2 separate regions of the Anser cygnoides genome follow, and region 1 is linked to region 2. A link is a contact called in public Hi-C data. All regions are on one chromosome and are shown on one strand. The core of a region is the stretch at or near the end of the contact, and the rest is flanking DNA. Distances in the headings are between cores, read along the strand shown. Region 1 holds the start of BCL7A (BAF chromatin remodeling complex subunit BCL7A). Region 2 holds the start of CLIP1 (CAP-Gly domain containing linker protein 1).

Region 1 (7,283 bases), core at 2,258-4,757, 180 kb after region 2:
GTTGTGCTCGGCATCTTTTACACCACACGCTTTGCTTTAAGCTTCAGCCCAAGCCATGCCTGGCTCCACAGCCAGCTCTCTGCCGTAATAAACCCACGGCGCTTCAGCTACTGTCAGAAGCGATCCACGCTCACCTCTTCTTTATGAGGTATTACCACAATCCCTAGATTACAGCTTGGATGAATAGGTCCCAAAAAGGCCAAATGACTTACACAAAGGTTCTGCAACTCAACGACAAGCCACCACAAGGAGATTTCCTCGTTCCTGAGCAGGGTACCTACCCCCAGCAGCCGCACCATGCCTCCGTCCTGAAATGTTTGCACAGTTGTCCGAAGGTTCAGCAGTGCTGGTTACCCATGCACGTTATTTCACTGCCTCCCAAGACGACCTGCTACTTATGCTTGCTGGCTACCCGTTACTTTTCTTTTAGTAAATAACTGCATTTTCTTTCACTTAAATCCAGCCTTGTAAGACAAGAGTCCACTACTTTCTAACGCTGGTTGAAGACACCGTAATTTTTTCCTCTCTCTTGTTGAGGACCCACTTAGAACTACACATCTCTGTCCATCTTTAAGACAAAAAACAACCCTGTACCTTCTTCAACTCATTCCAGTAAATTTAACTCCTTTTGTTTAACTAGATGGAAAGAAAAATAAGTAATAAGTATGGTTAAAAAAAAGTTCAAATGCCCTCTTTAGGCCTGAAAAATCTAACATTTCTGCCACATGAATACAACACGACCATGTATTCTGTAAGACACGTGTCTTAGTGTTGTCTAAATTAGAAGCTCATTCACAGGAGTGGTTTAAACAAAGGAGATAGGGCCACATTAATCTCAAGATAACAGCCTAACAACTTCACTGTTTACTACTATAAGCCAAGTTCCAGCAATAGCAGAAGCGTTCGGCGCTCTACAAACACACGGGAAGATAGGGCACCTGCACCAAAGGGCTCGCTGTCTAACAATATGTATTTTCCAAGGAACAGAGCCTGTGCTGATGGAAACCGACTTGCCATGGGCACACGAAGAGCTGGAGCAACAGAGGCACATAGTAACCTGCACAGCGGGGCTGCTGCACCCTTCACTTGCGGATTACCTGATGGTAATCCTTATGGCTGGACCCACCACCAGTTCAGAAATTTTGTGGTAAGCACTGTCTGCCTCTCTCCTCGTCTCCGGTACCGAAAACTCTCGGTGCACAGGTCTCGGAAAACCCTGTCCTATGAAGTGTTGCGTGCAAGGTGTTTCAATCTTCAGTGGCTGCATTTCCACAGAAGAGCTGTGGATGGCAACAAATTGCTCCTATTATGCAAATGAAACTGCACACTTGAAATTGCCTGTGTGGCTCCTCTGAAGATGCAGGAATTGCTAGTGTGTAAAGTTCAATTTCACAAGTCTTCTCAAAACATTTAAACCACAAAACACAGAATCTCTCTTGCTTATTTTCCACTGTACTTGACTGCAGGTGGTGGTGGGTAATCTTGAGATTCACCATCAAATTATGATTCCTTTAAAAGTAGGAAAAATGGTTTATGTAAATACTTGTGAGAGGCACACACAAGAAGCCACAGGATACTTCTGACAGTGATCAGAAGAAACGTTGCATGATTCTGTACAGTAACCCTTTAAAGCAAGCTGTCTCTCATGAGGGTTAAAGTGTACAAAATCTATTTATACCGCAAGATTTGTTTTAAAGAGGAAGCCATAGCAACTGACATGATGGCAGACAGCTCTTGCCAAGGGAAAAAAAAAATCTAGATGTTTTGTTGAATGGCCAAGCTTCTGCCTCTCCTCCTCCCTGAAATCCACAAACCAGGACTCAAAGGAAGCACGCTGCGCTCATGAATGAAATGCCTACAGACAAAACACTACAGTCCCACACATCCAGCCGTAAGACTCTCTGATCAAAAGTACTGTCACATCACCGCACATCGTTCCGATCCTTCGGAGCTGGCCCACTAGGCAGCGAACAGCACTTAAAAACGCCAGCTGAGCGGAAGAGAGTTCCTGAAAGCAACCGAACTGCGATGCCCGGGCTGCTCCAGCTCCTTCCTCAGCGGGTGGATTCTCCGAGATCCCCATCCCGTGGCCCTGCATTATCGGGCACACGTCCTGCTTCTTTGTCCAGCTCCAGCCAACTGGCCCACTCGTGTGCTCAGGGCCGTTTAAAAGGCAACAGCCCGTTTCGCTGGAGTAGCAGGCACGTTTATTTCCCTATTTTGCCTTTCTTTCAATGAAACCGAAGAGTTAGCTGCGCATCCTAACAGAGGTGCCCCCTTATTTCATCAGGTTGGAAACAAAACAAGGTTATGCAGATTAGTACCAACCCAGGGGATTTTCCGTGGATTTCAAACGTTTGAAAATACTTTAAGATTACGGAACAGAGAGTCAACTTGTTGGAAGAGAGACTCTCCGGAGTCACCCTGGCACTGCTCCCCAGCCCACCCAAAGCACCGGCCTGACCGTGCAGAGCTGACAGCAGCTGCTTCGCTGTGCCGCCGAAATACCTCGCGTCGCTTTCCAGGATGCAAGCCGAAAAAGACAAAAGCAGAAAATGCCCAAACACGCTGAGGGCCTGACAAAAGGGACCCGTTCCACCGGGGGGGGAGACCCAGCCTTTAATTATCCCGTTTCACCACAAATTCAGGCGGCAGTCCCGCTCGCCCTCTCCGGCCCCGCTCCGGTTTTGTGCGCGCAAACCTCGGAGCCTTGAGGGGCTGGGAGAGGAGTAGGAAATTCGAGAGAAGCCGTTCGAGTTGTAGAGCGGTGTTTTATGTGGTGTTTTTTTTTTTAAAGAAAGAGGTTCCTTCAAGCGGTACCCCGGCCTCGGAGCCCCCCCCCCGGGGCCGCTCCTCAGGGCCCCGTGAGGGGGGCGGCGGGCGAGGGGCGGCGGGGAGGGGACCGGGGGCGGCGGGGAGGGGACCGGGGGCGGCGAGAAGGGGACCGGGGGCTGTGAGGAGAGGACCGAGGGCGGTGAGGAAGGCCGGGGGGCGGCGAGGAGGGCCGGGGGCCGCACAATGGAGCCGCCGCAGCCCTCAGCCGCCGCCGCCGCCTTCCTGTGAGCGGCTCCGCGAAATGGCTTCTGGGCGCCGCCGGCTCCCCGCCCCCCGCGGCCGCCCGGCGGGCTCCGGGCGCCGTGAGGGGAGGGAGCGGGGGGGGGGGGGGGGGGGAGGAGCGTTGGGGTGTTTTTTGGGGGGACCCGAGGGAGGTTTTGGGGTGCCGGGGAGGAGGAGGAGGGCGGCGCGGGGTCCCGCCGCGGCGCGTCCCGCTCACCATTTGCGCACTTTCTCGATGGCCGCCATCACCCGCTTGATATCATCCTTCGCCCGGCTCCGGGTCTCGGCCCGCACCGAGCGGCCCGACATGCTGCTTGGGGGGCTGGGGAGGGAGGGGAGGGGAAGGGCGGCCTCAGCGGCGGGGAATGCGGCGCGGCGTCCGTCCGTCCGTCCGTCCGTCCGCCCCGCCCTCCCGCACGCACAATGCTCCCTCGGCTCGGCGCCGCTCGGCTCCGCCGGCTCCGCCAACGGGGCCCGCGCACCGCGCATGCGCGCCCCGAGCCGCCACCGCCGCCGCCGCCATCCCCGCCGACCGCCGCCGGGGGCAGCCCGCGCGGGGCGGCGCTGTGAGGGGGCTCCGTGAGGGGCCGCCGGAGAGTCGGGGAACGGCTCGGATCCGATCCGGTCCGCTCCGATCGGATCGGGTCCCTCCCCGCCTGCCTGGCCCCCGCGGCTCGCCCCAGCGCTGAGGGGATCGGCGCCGCCGCCTTCCCTCAGGCGCCCCCCAGTGAGGCGGCCGCTCCGTGACTGAGCGCGGAGCCCCCCCGGCCCGCAGGGCCCTCCCTCAGGCAGTGGCTGTGAGGTTTCTGAGCTGCCTGAAATAATTGCTGTGGAATGAAGCTGGTTAAAAGTAGAGGATCACATCCGACCCGTCCCTGGACACACACAAGCACATCAGTAAATGGACAGTTACCTGCGCACCCGGTGTGGGACTTGGTTAACTCACCCCCAGCGCACACCTTTGTGCTAATTGCACAGCCGCGGATACTTGCAGAGTGCGTAACTGCAATCTCTTGTTTAACAAACATCGCCACTGAGAGGAACGCTTCTCGAGGCCCTACATTATTATTCAAATTGATGCTGAGGATGATGTAAAGAAGGAAGCGTGTTCAACAGCACTTCACTGATCTTTCTACAGCAACTTATACCAGCCTCATTATGCTGTTTATACAAACACTGTAAGATGCTGTCCCATTGGTATTGCACTTCTAATCGGAGCTACTACTTTCAGAAAGGAAACCAAAGTTTCAAAGGCCAAAAGGGAAACCTGGTTTCAATGTATATCACAGCGTTCCTTGCATCACCGAAGTCTGGTGGTTTTGTCTGTGTAATTACAAACCCAGTCTAGCCTGTCCAAGCATTCTGTACAGGACATTTATCAACGTATATAATCAATACAATACTTTTATATTGCTATTTTGCTGTCTGTTTATTTTACAAATAAATACCCTCTTAACATAATGGAAATAGACTGCATCTGGCATAAACCCACCCTGAAATAAGTTCTAGGAAGGCTCTAGCCAAGGATAGGGGTGATCTGTGCAAAAAGACAGTGCAGCAACCATGGTGTCGCTCTTTACAGACTTTAGTTTGTGACCTTTAGTTTTTAATAAACAGAATATAAATTTCACAGATACTTGAGGAGAGGATGTTGGAAAGTGGGAACAAGTAGAAAACTGTGGCAGCTACAATTTTGAGTCTTCACAGATCAACTATTCATTGATTTTTACTGTTCTTTTCTCTGGCTCGGCAATAGGTAAGCCAAGAATGTCAGCAGTGAACCTCTCTGCTGTGATTTCCTCTGGAATTTCTTCTCCAGTCAAAGCTGCTGCACCTGGAGAGCAGTAACAACAACACAAAACACACAACAGCAATGTAAAAATGGCATTCCAGAACAGTAATACTTGTAAGTCGCAGTGAGCGGATGGAATGCTTTTAACGATGTATGGAGTAATCATAAAGTATTGGCTTACTAGCTTAACACTTTATACATTCTTATCGGGGAAAAACTGCTAAATGTGTGAGGCTGAATCACCTTGCAGTACATACAGACTGCAGAAGAGCCAAGGGACCAGACAATTTTTACACTCCATCGGTTTGACATGATTCTGGGATCCTCAGGCACCCAGGGACTGCAATCGGTGTGCGGTGCCAGGTGGTTCCTGCACGGCACACAGCTGCTGCCAGCAGCTCACCAGGCGCTGTTCTAGACTGGTGGGGACTGGGACGTGAGCTGCACAAAGCATGGTGCTCATCAGCAGTCCCAATGACAATGGGCAGAGCGACGTGGGTGAAATCAGCGCTGTGATTCACTGCTCTAGACCGGTGTAGGATGGGAAATTAACTGTACACAAACATGGTTATTATCAAGAGTTCTGTTACAGTGGGCATTGCAGCCTGGGTGAAGTCAACACTGTAATTTGCATAGTGCAGGATTCCTTTTTGCCTGTGGACTTTGGCGTGTAAACCTTCCACTCTGTGTTTCCAGTTCTGGTTCCAAGCCAGCAGACAAAGAGCAATGCAATCCTGTCAGGTCTCAGTTACATTTCATTGTTCATTTATTTTCAGAGACACCAATGTAACTGTTGCATGGACGAAGGACAATCTACGGCTCTATGACTATTCTTGCAATCCCATCTCAGCGTTTTTGACAGCTCTTGGCCTAACAGGGTAATGGGCTTGCAATTTAAATTACTCTGTTTGGGAAGTGAAGCAATCCTGCCTCTGTGCAGTGCAGAATGCTAATCCCGTACCTGAGGGATCGCACGTGTCCAGGTCAGATCTTCCTCCCTCTGAATGCCTGCCCAGCAGGGCGGTCAGACACTGTGCCAGCTCGTCCTCTGTCATATGCTCTCCTGTATGCGATAAAGTAAAACCAGCCTCTTGGGTTACGGTGTTGTTAGCACAAAAAACAGAAGACAACTCAAACAAGAACGATGTACAAACAAAAAAGGGTAGTTTGGAAGGGCACTTGGCTTCTCTGAGACATGGGCCACATCACCGATCAGAACACATGATTCCAACACAGGAAAATGTTGATCCCAAGGAAAATGGTTCCCCTATCTTGCATGCATTTGGGGCAAAAATGCCTATCAAAGGGAGAGAATCTGATGCAGATGGCTCTTTAGGCTACGTTGCACTTGCAGGAGCCTGAGCTGCTGTTCCCACTGAATTCATGGCCCAGGACAGACCACAGACCAGGTAGCTCTGTGCCTGGGGCTGTAGTCATTTCTGCACAGAGGAGGAAGAGGATGGTACAGGAAAGTTTTATTCTAATATCCTGGGATTAAGCGAACATAGCGCTTGTTCCCAGCTTGTGGTTGGCTTGTACCCTGAAGCATAAGGTTATAGATTTGTTATGAAACTGTTCTATCCTGTCTAATTATCTATTTATGGATGTTCACAGCATCCATATAAATAACTAACCTTTCTCACATTGCTTGAATCCTCGTTTTCCACAGATCTTTGTGGCCAGGAGTTTTACTGGGTGCTGTGCTAAGTAAAACAGCATTTTCCTCTACCTGTTTTAGTGCTCAGCTGCACTAAAAGCTCCCTGTTTTGACAGCAGGAGCAAGACAATAGCAGCATGTAATTTACCACTCTAGCGTTGGCCATAAGTACGTTTTTACATGCCTTTACAGTGTTCCCTCTGATTGAGATGAACGAAACCATCCCATCTTTTCAGATTTCATACCTAGCTTCAGTCCAAGACTCCGACCAATTTCATCCCTCCTCTCTTGTCACCCTCTTTTCCTGCTTTTTACAACCTGTCTGGAAACTGTGTGGGGAATGGTAATTCAGATAAGGGTATACTGGAGGAAGGATACGGTTTGCCAAGATCCATACTCATCGTTTGACAGAAAACATCCTTCAGACCATCAGAAATTTCCAGAGCAGCAAAAGAAGTGCAGCTGAGACAACAGACGTGATTTTTCAGTTTAAAATCCTAAGGCAGGTGGCTCCCCACGCCTGCCCTGGTTACCAAGCTATAGTTCCAGATTAATTTTTTGCTGCAGTGAATACATTCTGAAATTGAAGACAGAACTAGCAAGCATAAAACTAATATTAGAAAAATAACTCACCTCTGCACTGAAGCAGCAACAGTAAGTCTCCCCTGTCAATAACTTTGTCTCCATTCTCATTGTCATAACCAAGAACCTGAAACGCTCGCCGTATGGTTTTCATTGACAAGCCAAGCGCAGGCCGATGATTTATATAAAGTTTGA
Region 2 (7,442 bases), core at 2,787-5,286:
TTTCTAACTCATTTCTTTTTATAACCTAATTCACAGTGCTCAAAATGTCATGAAAAGAGCAGTAGTTGAGATTCTGGAAGATATCTGAAAGATACAGTAGCTGCTAAGAAAAATGACTGCAAACTCAGTGAGGCAGGATAGCTGAAAAAACAACTAAGGGAAGGAGAAAGCTCAAGTATGCCTCAGGTGTTTCAAAAGCAGTTCCTGTGGAACTCTGGAGTACCTTCATTTTTTACCACAGTTGTAATGCTCCTGGTAAGTAAATGCCATTGAAGCTTGATGTTGTTCCTAAGAATATGTTGTAGAGCTGATAGTTGTGTTTATATTTAAGGTGGTGGGAGGGGACGAATCAGGAATTAGTCCTTGAAGAAGCTTACAGAGAGGATGGCTTAAATAACATGGTAATTAATGTGTAAGTGACAATTGGACACTTCCTAAACATTAGTTAATTACAAGCAGCAGAGATTTAACATAAGATTTTTTGCAACTTAATACTTAGCTGTTATGTCTGAACAAAAACTGATTTACCCTTTGTTTAGAAGCTTGACACTCTCAATAGGAACAAAAGACCTGTTTTGCTTCTCTGTAGGTGAGAAATCAAGCTCTTGTTTTTTTACATAGGTGGTAGAATGATTTGGATGATCTATCTTCTTTAACAGAATACGGTTTCTCAGTTATCTGTAAAATGAAACACTCATAATCAGTGACCATTGTTGTTAAATTAAGTACCTTGTTTAAACAAATATGCCAAGGGATTCATTAAATACCGTTCTCTATTGTTTTACCCACATTTGTTAGAACAAATAATGTAAAATTGGATGCAAATTTATCTTGTGTAAAACACCAACAAGGAACATAGACTTGCAGGGCTTTTTTGTGACCCTTGAGCTAGGGAAGAAGGACACTAAGTACGTTGGGAACAGAATCTTTTTTTGTAGCCTTTCAACCCACTAAGCTGTGAAAACAATCATGTAGTCTGCAACAACTTTTTAAAACTCAATTCTCGAGGACAAAAACGTGATATACATGAGTCAAAGTGCTAGAGAGAACAAAGGCATTACTGAGTTTCATACGTGATACTTAAGACTAAAAAGGGCTGTTTTTCATCTAGTCTAACCTATTAGTCAAAGGCTGCCAATTTAAATGACATAAATTTAAAGCAAAAAAATATAGAGCAAGCACGAGGCTTTAGGACACTAAATCTTGGGATCTTATGTAGCTGTAAATAGATGAGCAAAACGCACTGCTGAGGTTAAAAGGCAGGGCAGGGGTAGTGGGGGGGAATCCTCTTGTGTTTTTGCAAAAACAAACCACTACAGAAAATAATAGCGCAAACTTCTGTACAGGGATTTGTGAAGCAGCACTTCAGTGAGAAAAAGAAAAAAGTAGCTAGTTGTTGTTGTTGTTTTTTTTTTTTGAAGCAGGTGTGGCCAACTAGAAATCACTTGTACGTATTGAAAATTGCTAAATGTACATATTGAAGAGATCATTCAGAGGAAGAAAAAAATCCTATATTCAAAATTGTATACTTGCATGGATATGTCTCATTGGATAAAAAAAATGGAACTCTTACGTCAGGATATCCCTAAATGCAGTTCCAAAAGAATAATGTTTTAGCCATTCAGAAAGTTTTTGTACTTAAGGATCCTTCTCAAAGCTGAAAAACCACCTTCAGCTGATGTTCCCACATTACTGAGGGGAATAATTTTAATTCTAAGTAGACCCTGTAGTTGTGGCCAGGATACTGGCAGTTACGTCAGCAACCTAAATTTCCCTGGAGCGTCCAGCCATTCCTGTTTTCATAGTTACGTGTTAACTGATCTGCCTGAAATCATGCAGCTCAGGAGAGAGCCACTAGTACTGGAATCAAAGACATTCTGGCTTTTGATCATACGCAGTCCTTTGTAGTACCATGAATTTTAGAACTGGCATCTTCTTTTATAATGATTGCTACAAATTGGATGTGAACATACTACATGCATTCTTTGTTATCATAGTCTGCATATATCTAAGTGTACACTGGTACATAGAAATGAAGTCAACCATTTCTAATCGGGATGAATTCACTAAACTTAAGTTACAATTGTCCCGAAACTACTTTTTCTTGGTTTGAAGGGTGATACTAGTTCACTGATGGATAACTAACTCCCTTGTTTCCCACAAGATGACTTCTATCCTGAAGCTATGGTTCTGCTCACTAAAAAATGACATTAACAAGCAAAGCTACATTTGCTTTATATTGATGTATGCAACATCATTCTCAATTCTTGCTTTACAAACAGGACATTTTTAGCTTTAGTTTTGCAAAGAAGTAAAGAAAGCTGCTTACGCATTTGAACCATATTTCGTCTATAATTTCACCGTTGTTGTTACTTACTGCTTACACTTTAGTGAAGTTGCGAAAGACCAACACAAACTTGCAAGTCTCGGTTCGCTATCTTCAATAGTAAGCTGACTTCTACTTGATGTGTTTTATACTAAATACAGCAGTCCAGTATTGCTTAATAAAACTTCCAGTGTTGTGCATTGAACTGAATACTCTTGAAATCTACCTTCATGTTAATAAATCCTCCAAGACAAAAATCAAATTAATGAAGAAAAATGATGGAGAAGAATATGCTTAGAGGAAAAAAACATGCTGTATTAACATTAGATGAATACAGGAAACTTGAATCTGTGATAGCAGAAACAAATGTTCACAAAAGTAGCTGAGAGCTTGTGAAGCTAACAGGTATTTTGTGCAAGTGTTCTGTAAAGAGTCTGACTCTCAGGTTTTTAATTAAATTGTTGTTGTTAAGGATTATGTCCTTAGCCAGGGACTACTGGGTCACTTTTTTAGTTTTAAGCAATAATTTGCTGGCTTTGTACTTCTAAATACAATCTATAATTAAATTCAGAACTTTTTTCAGCAAAACTTTATCAAATTTTGCAGGGAGGAAGAAGGGTGGCTGGCTGTACATGGATTTGAGTATCTGTTTCAACATCTAATGACCTTGGTAAGAGCTTCTACTTTACACTTAGGAAGTGAAATTCTAACAAACATTGCTAAATGCTGATCTAGTTGAAACCCATTATTTGGGGGACTGCGTCACACCATTTTGTGCTTTACCATGCTGGATTAATGCCAAAGAATGAAGCCAAAATGAATCACATGTTGCAATTGGTCTCCAGCAATGGAACTGCTTTCTCATCACCCTTTTGTTTGAATAGTATCATGCATAAACTAAATGATCTATGGGACTGCAAACAGGTTTGCTTTGTGATGAATTCAGCAGAGTTATAGGCCAACTTTGACTGGACTCTGTTGCCTGTTTATAAAAGAGGCAGAGAAGTGAAGCTGAGCTGTTTGATTTAGCCTTGAAAATTGATATTAAATTGTTGATGGTGGTGTGGAGCTACTGCCACAGCCCTTTAAACTTTACAAAGGGGAAGAATGCCAGGTTCCAGGGTCTTCCTTCACAAGCACAATGAAAATTCAAATAGAGGATGAGAAGGAATCCCAGATTCCTGGGCGTCAGGACAAAAGGAAAATGGAGAAAAGAAGCCCCTGGTAAAGTTAGTCGTCCATTAAGAGCTATGCGCTTCATGCCGCCCTGTCTCTTTTCCCCACCCTTTCCTCCCCACCTTCCATTCACGCTCATCTGCTGCAGCGGCGAATTCCACAGGGGGTCAGCGCTGCCTGCTCCCCGTTACGGGGACAGGAACGGGGACAGGGCCAAGGCCAAGTCGGGGTGCGCGACCCCGCGGGGCGCTTTCGGGGAAGGGCGAGGCAGGACCGAGCAGAGCCTCTCCTACCTCCCGGCCGCGGGCTGCCCCGGGGGGCGAACAAAGCAGGGGGAGACAAAGGGAAAAGCGAGGGGGCGAGGAGAGGAGACGAGAGGGAAGGGGGGAGCCGGAGCCGGGCAGGGGGAGCGGCTCCCGCTGCTGCAGTCCCCGCCTCGCGGTGCCGCGGGCCCGGCGGGGCGCAGACGTTGTCCGCCCGCCCCGCTCCGCCCCTGCCAGCCGGGGAGGCGCCGCTGCGGAGGGGCAGGAGGAGGAGGAGGAGGCGGCCGGGAAGCCGAGCGGAGGCGGCGGCGGCGCGGAGCCGGAGGCGGCGGCGGTGAGGGCGCCGTTGGGGCCCGCGCGCGGAGGGCGGCGGCGCCTGAGGGAGGGGAGCCGCCGGGAGCCCCCCGCTGAGGAGGAGAAAGAGGCGGTGCGGAGGGTCCGGGCTCGGCGGGGGGACCGGGCGCTGAGGGGAGGCGCTGAGAGGGCCGGGGAGCGGCCGCGGGCAGCGGGCAGCCGCCCCGGGGCCCCGCCACACGCGTGGCTGCGCGTCCCGGCCGGTCTGAGGGGGCCGCGGGTGACAGCGGCCGGGTGCTGGGGCTTTGCCCGGCTCGTCCCCGCCGCGCTGCGCCTCGCAAACTTGGCGCCGGGCACCGGCCCCGAAGCGGGGGCAGGGTGAGGGCTGAGGCTGGGCGATGTTGTCCCGGTGCTGCTGCCTGCCCGCCCCCCCCACCCCTCACCCACCGGCATGGCACCGATTGAAGACCCGGCCCCGTGTAAACCCACCTCGGCTCCCTGCCCAGGCCCGGGTTTTTGGGGGAAAGCCGCCGCCGTGCAGGTGAGGTGCCCGCCGTGCCCGGTGCTGCGGCGTGAGGCTGTGCTGCAGGCCGCCTGCTTTCCGCTGTGTCACTGGGGCTGCTGCCTAGGGCCCGTTACTGCCCTCCTCCTCCTCAAGGTAATCCTCGATCCCCCCGCTAACGAGGCTCCTGCCTTAGGATCAGGAGAGGGTTTTTGCTTTCCTTGTAGCATCTTTGTCTGCGCGCTTAAAAAACCACCCAACAACCTGTTGTTGTTTTCTCCTGGAGGAGAAAAGCTCCTTCGAAATAGCGTAGGGAAGAATAGGCAGCGACTGGATATGTCACGATTAAAAATATGACTGAAAAATGACGGCTTTCCTCCCTTCACGCAGCTCCCCGCGTGCGGAATGGAGGCAGTGTCTCACAGGGAGCTGTGCGAGTTCACAGGCTGCTTCGAGGTCACTGAGCAGCACAACTTAAAAGCACACGATGGTTGTGTTAATATGTAGGGAAAAGAAAGAAAAGAGGCACAAAAGAGGAAATGCTTTCATGCCTCATACTTTGCAAAGAGTTTTTTTTAAAGAGCGGAAGTATGCGTGTAAGTCTGAAACTAGCAGTGACAGAGTGATTTTCTTAGGCATGTGTCTGTGTGCACCTGCTACCACGTGTAACAAGATAGCAAGCTAAATAGTGGAGGAAAGTGGAGGAAAAGTAAATAACTTTCTTTTTTTTGTTTCTCCCTTAACAACAAAGTATCATAGCGTAAGGAATGTGTGACCATTCAGGGACTGACATTCTTCATAGTGAATACACACAAAATGACTAGAAAGCGGGCAGAGGTTTATTAGTTCTCTGCTTAAAACTTATGGTGTTCCAGGGTTCTGTTTCCACCTAGTCTTAACATGTGCCAGAAAATTTCCCATGCGTACCAAAGTGCACTGAAGCTTTGTGTGTTGGAAGGGGAAGGACAGGGTTGCGTTGGCTGAAGCAGAAAACCTTGGAAATGTGACATCATCTGTCTGCATCTGTAGGAATCAAGAGGAATATTTTATTTGGCAAAAAAAATAGTTTTACATAATTTGTGTGGTTTCTTTTTAAACAGAAGTTTTCAGCTTTCTAGCGTGGAGGAGAAAAACATCTGTCTTGAATCATCACAAAGGTGTATTATAAGAAATAATCTCTTTCTTCACATGACAATACAGTAAGAAGGAGCAGTGCTCTATATGAGCTGGTCACAGTGACTTTCTAGAGCTCCTGTAGATTTCCTGTCTGATCTGTAGGCTGTATCTGTTTATCATCTTCTGAATGTGAATACCCAGGACAGCCTTTATTTACTTATCTTGGCTAGATTGGATAATTCCCTTAGTATTCCTCCCTTTATCCTTTTAGCTCCGTTGAAGTTTTTTGGGGGGAGTGACTGAGAATGTTCCAAAATAGATCTTCCTTCAAAAGAAATAGTGATCTGTCTTGCCAGAAGAATTTTTCAAAACCGCTTTCTTTCTCTCTCTAAAACAGTCAGGTCAAATGTTAACTCTGTATGTTAAATGCAAGTTTTCTAATGTTTCAACATGGTGACCATGAATGAATGCAGCTCTTGTTTAATCTTTTGGCATTCCTTAGGGACTACTGGCTCTGCTGGCAAGTATAAAAAGTAACGCATTGGAATCCTTATTGGACTGGCATGTTTAGAAATGCCTCAGATGGATGGTGTTTTGTTATTTAATGAAAGGCAATTATATACTGCATTAGCTGTAATCTCAGCTGCCCAGAGCTAGATGCCAATTTCTGCGGGAGCAACCATTTCGTTCTTCTTGACCAGCAGAACTGAAGCCAGCTCTATCAGCAGCACTGTGTCCCTGATGATTTTGAACATCCACAATCTTGTCCATGTGTCTGTCCTGTATACGCACGATGTTACACTCGCGTGACTTAGAATGGTACAACTGACCCTTAGAAATACCCACAGTGTGATATCTAGCTCCTGGCCTCAGAAATACTGGAAAGGATTTAGAAGATGCGTCTGAGAACAGACGGTACAAGTCTCTACCTTAGCACCTGCCTAGCAGTTTTCCACCTGGAGTGTCCTGCTCAACTGCTTGTAGGAACTTAGAAAACTCTTCAGTGAATGGTACCTACCATACCTTCCTCTAATTTGAGAAACATCCTCACTCTACTGTTTCTAGGAGAAACACCATTAAAAGCTGTTCACTTTTCCTGATCTTTATAACCTTACTGTCTGTATTTCTAGCATATTTTAAAGGGAAATTGCAAGGCAAAGGGAGAAACTCAGTATTTGATGGAATTAGCTTATCTGACTCAGTCTCCTTTTCTGCTTGGCAGCAGCATCCATTGAATCAGAGCAATATTTATCTAAGTTCTGTATTTGTACTTCTACTTTATTATATGCCAGCCGTATAGCAGTCATGGTGCTAATTTAAAAGGCTAAGAACATGGAGAGCTAAAAAAGGATTGCTGACTTGATGTTTTCAAGGCGTGTGAAGCAGTTACGCTTTCACCCAAGTCTATCAAAATTAAATTCTCACTATAAAAAGAAGCACTTTGTTTCAGCCGCTTCAGATGCGATTGTATGAGTTAGAAGCCCTTTGTCTTAGTTCATGTGTGTTTGGTTTTGAGGCCGACAGGAGATAATATTTTCCTTCTCAAACTTTCACATAAACGTTAGATCCTGAATACATTAAATTTTATGCTCTAATATCCAAAGAACGAATTGTTACTGTGGACTGAATGCACTTACCCAGGCGGTTTAAAGTGTGTTATCATCGGGAGAAGCTGGTGCTGACAGTTGAACAAATTATTTTTCTTGTTATCAAAATGGGGGGTTTTGGCAAAGGCAGTTAGAAACTTCCCTGGAAAAATGTAGAA

The links. A called contact is a pair of places that touch in the nucleus more often than the background predicts.
Region 1: a Hi-C map of liver shows a contact between it and region 2, with 1.9 times the contacts expected there. The contact joins the promoter of BCL7A here to the promoter of CLIP1 in region 2. A contact is called at or near these places in 2 of 7 Hi-C or Micro-C datasets (both in liver).

What each region holds. Positions count from the first base shown.
Region 1 is chr17:2,849,907-2,857,189 of Taihu_goose_T2T_genome, forward strand. It overlaps BCL7A (BAF chromatin remodeling complex subunit BCL7A), which reads right to left and starts at 3,508. Exons shown (of 6, transcript XM_066979324.1): 1 at 3,275-3,508. The coding sequence starts at 3,366. It overlaps CFAP251 (cilia and flagella associated protein 251), which reads right to left. Exons shown (of 20, transcript XM_066979319.1): 18 at 7,140-7,283; 19 at 5,811-5,912; 20 at 4,472-4,891. The coding sequence ends at 4,770.
Region 2 is chr17:2,667,350-2,674,791 of Taihu_goose_T2T_genome, forward strand. It overlaps CLIP1 (CAP-Gly domain containing linker protein 1), which reads left to right and starts at 4,037. Exons shown (of 26, transcript XM_048073728.2): 1 at 4,037-4,192.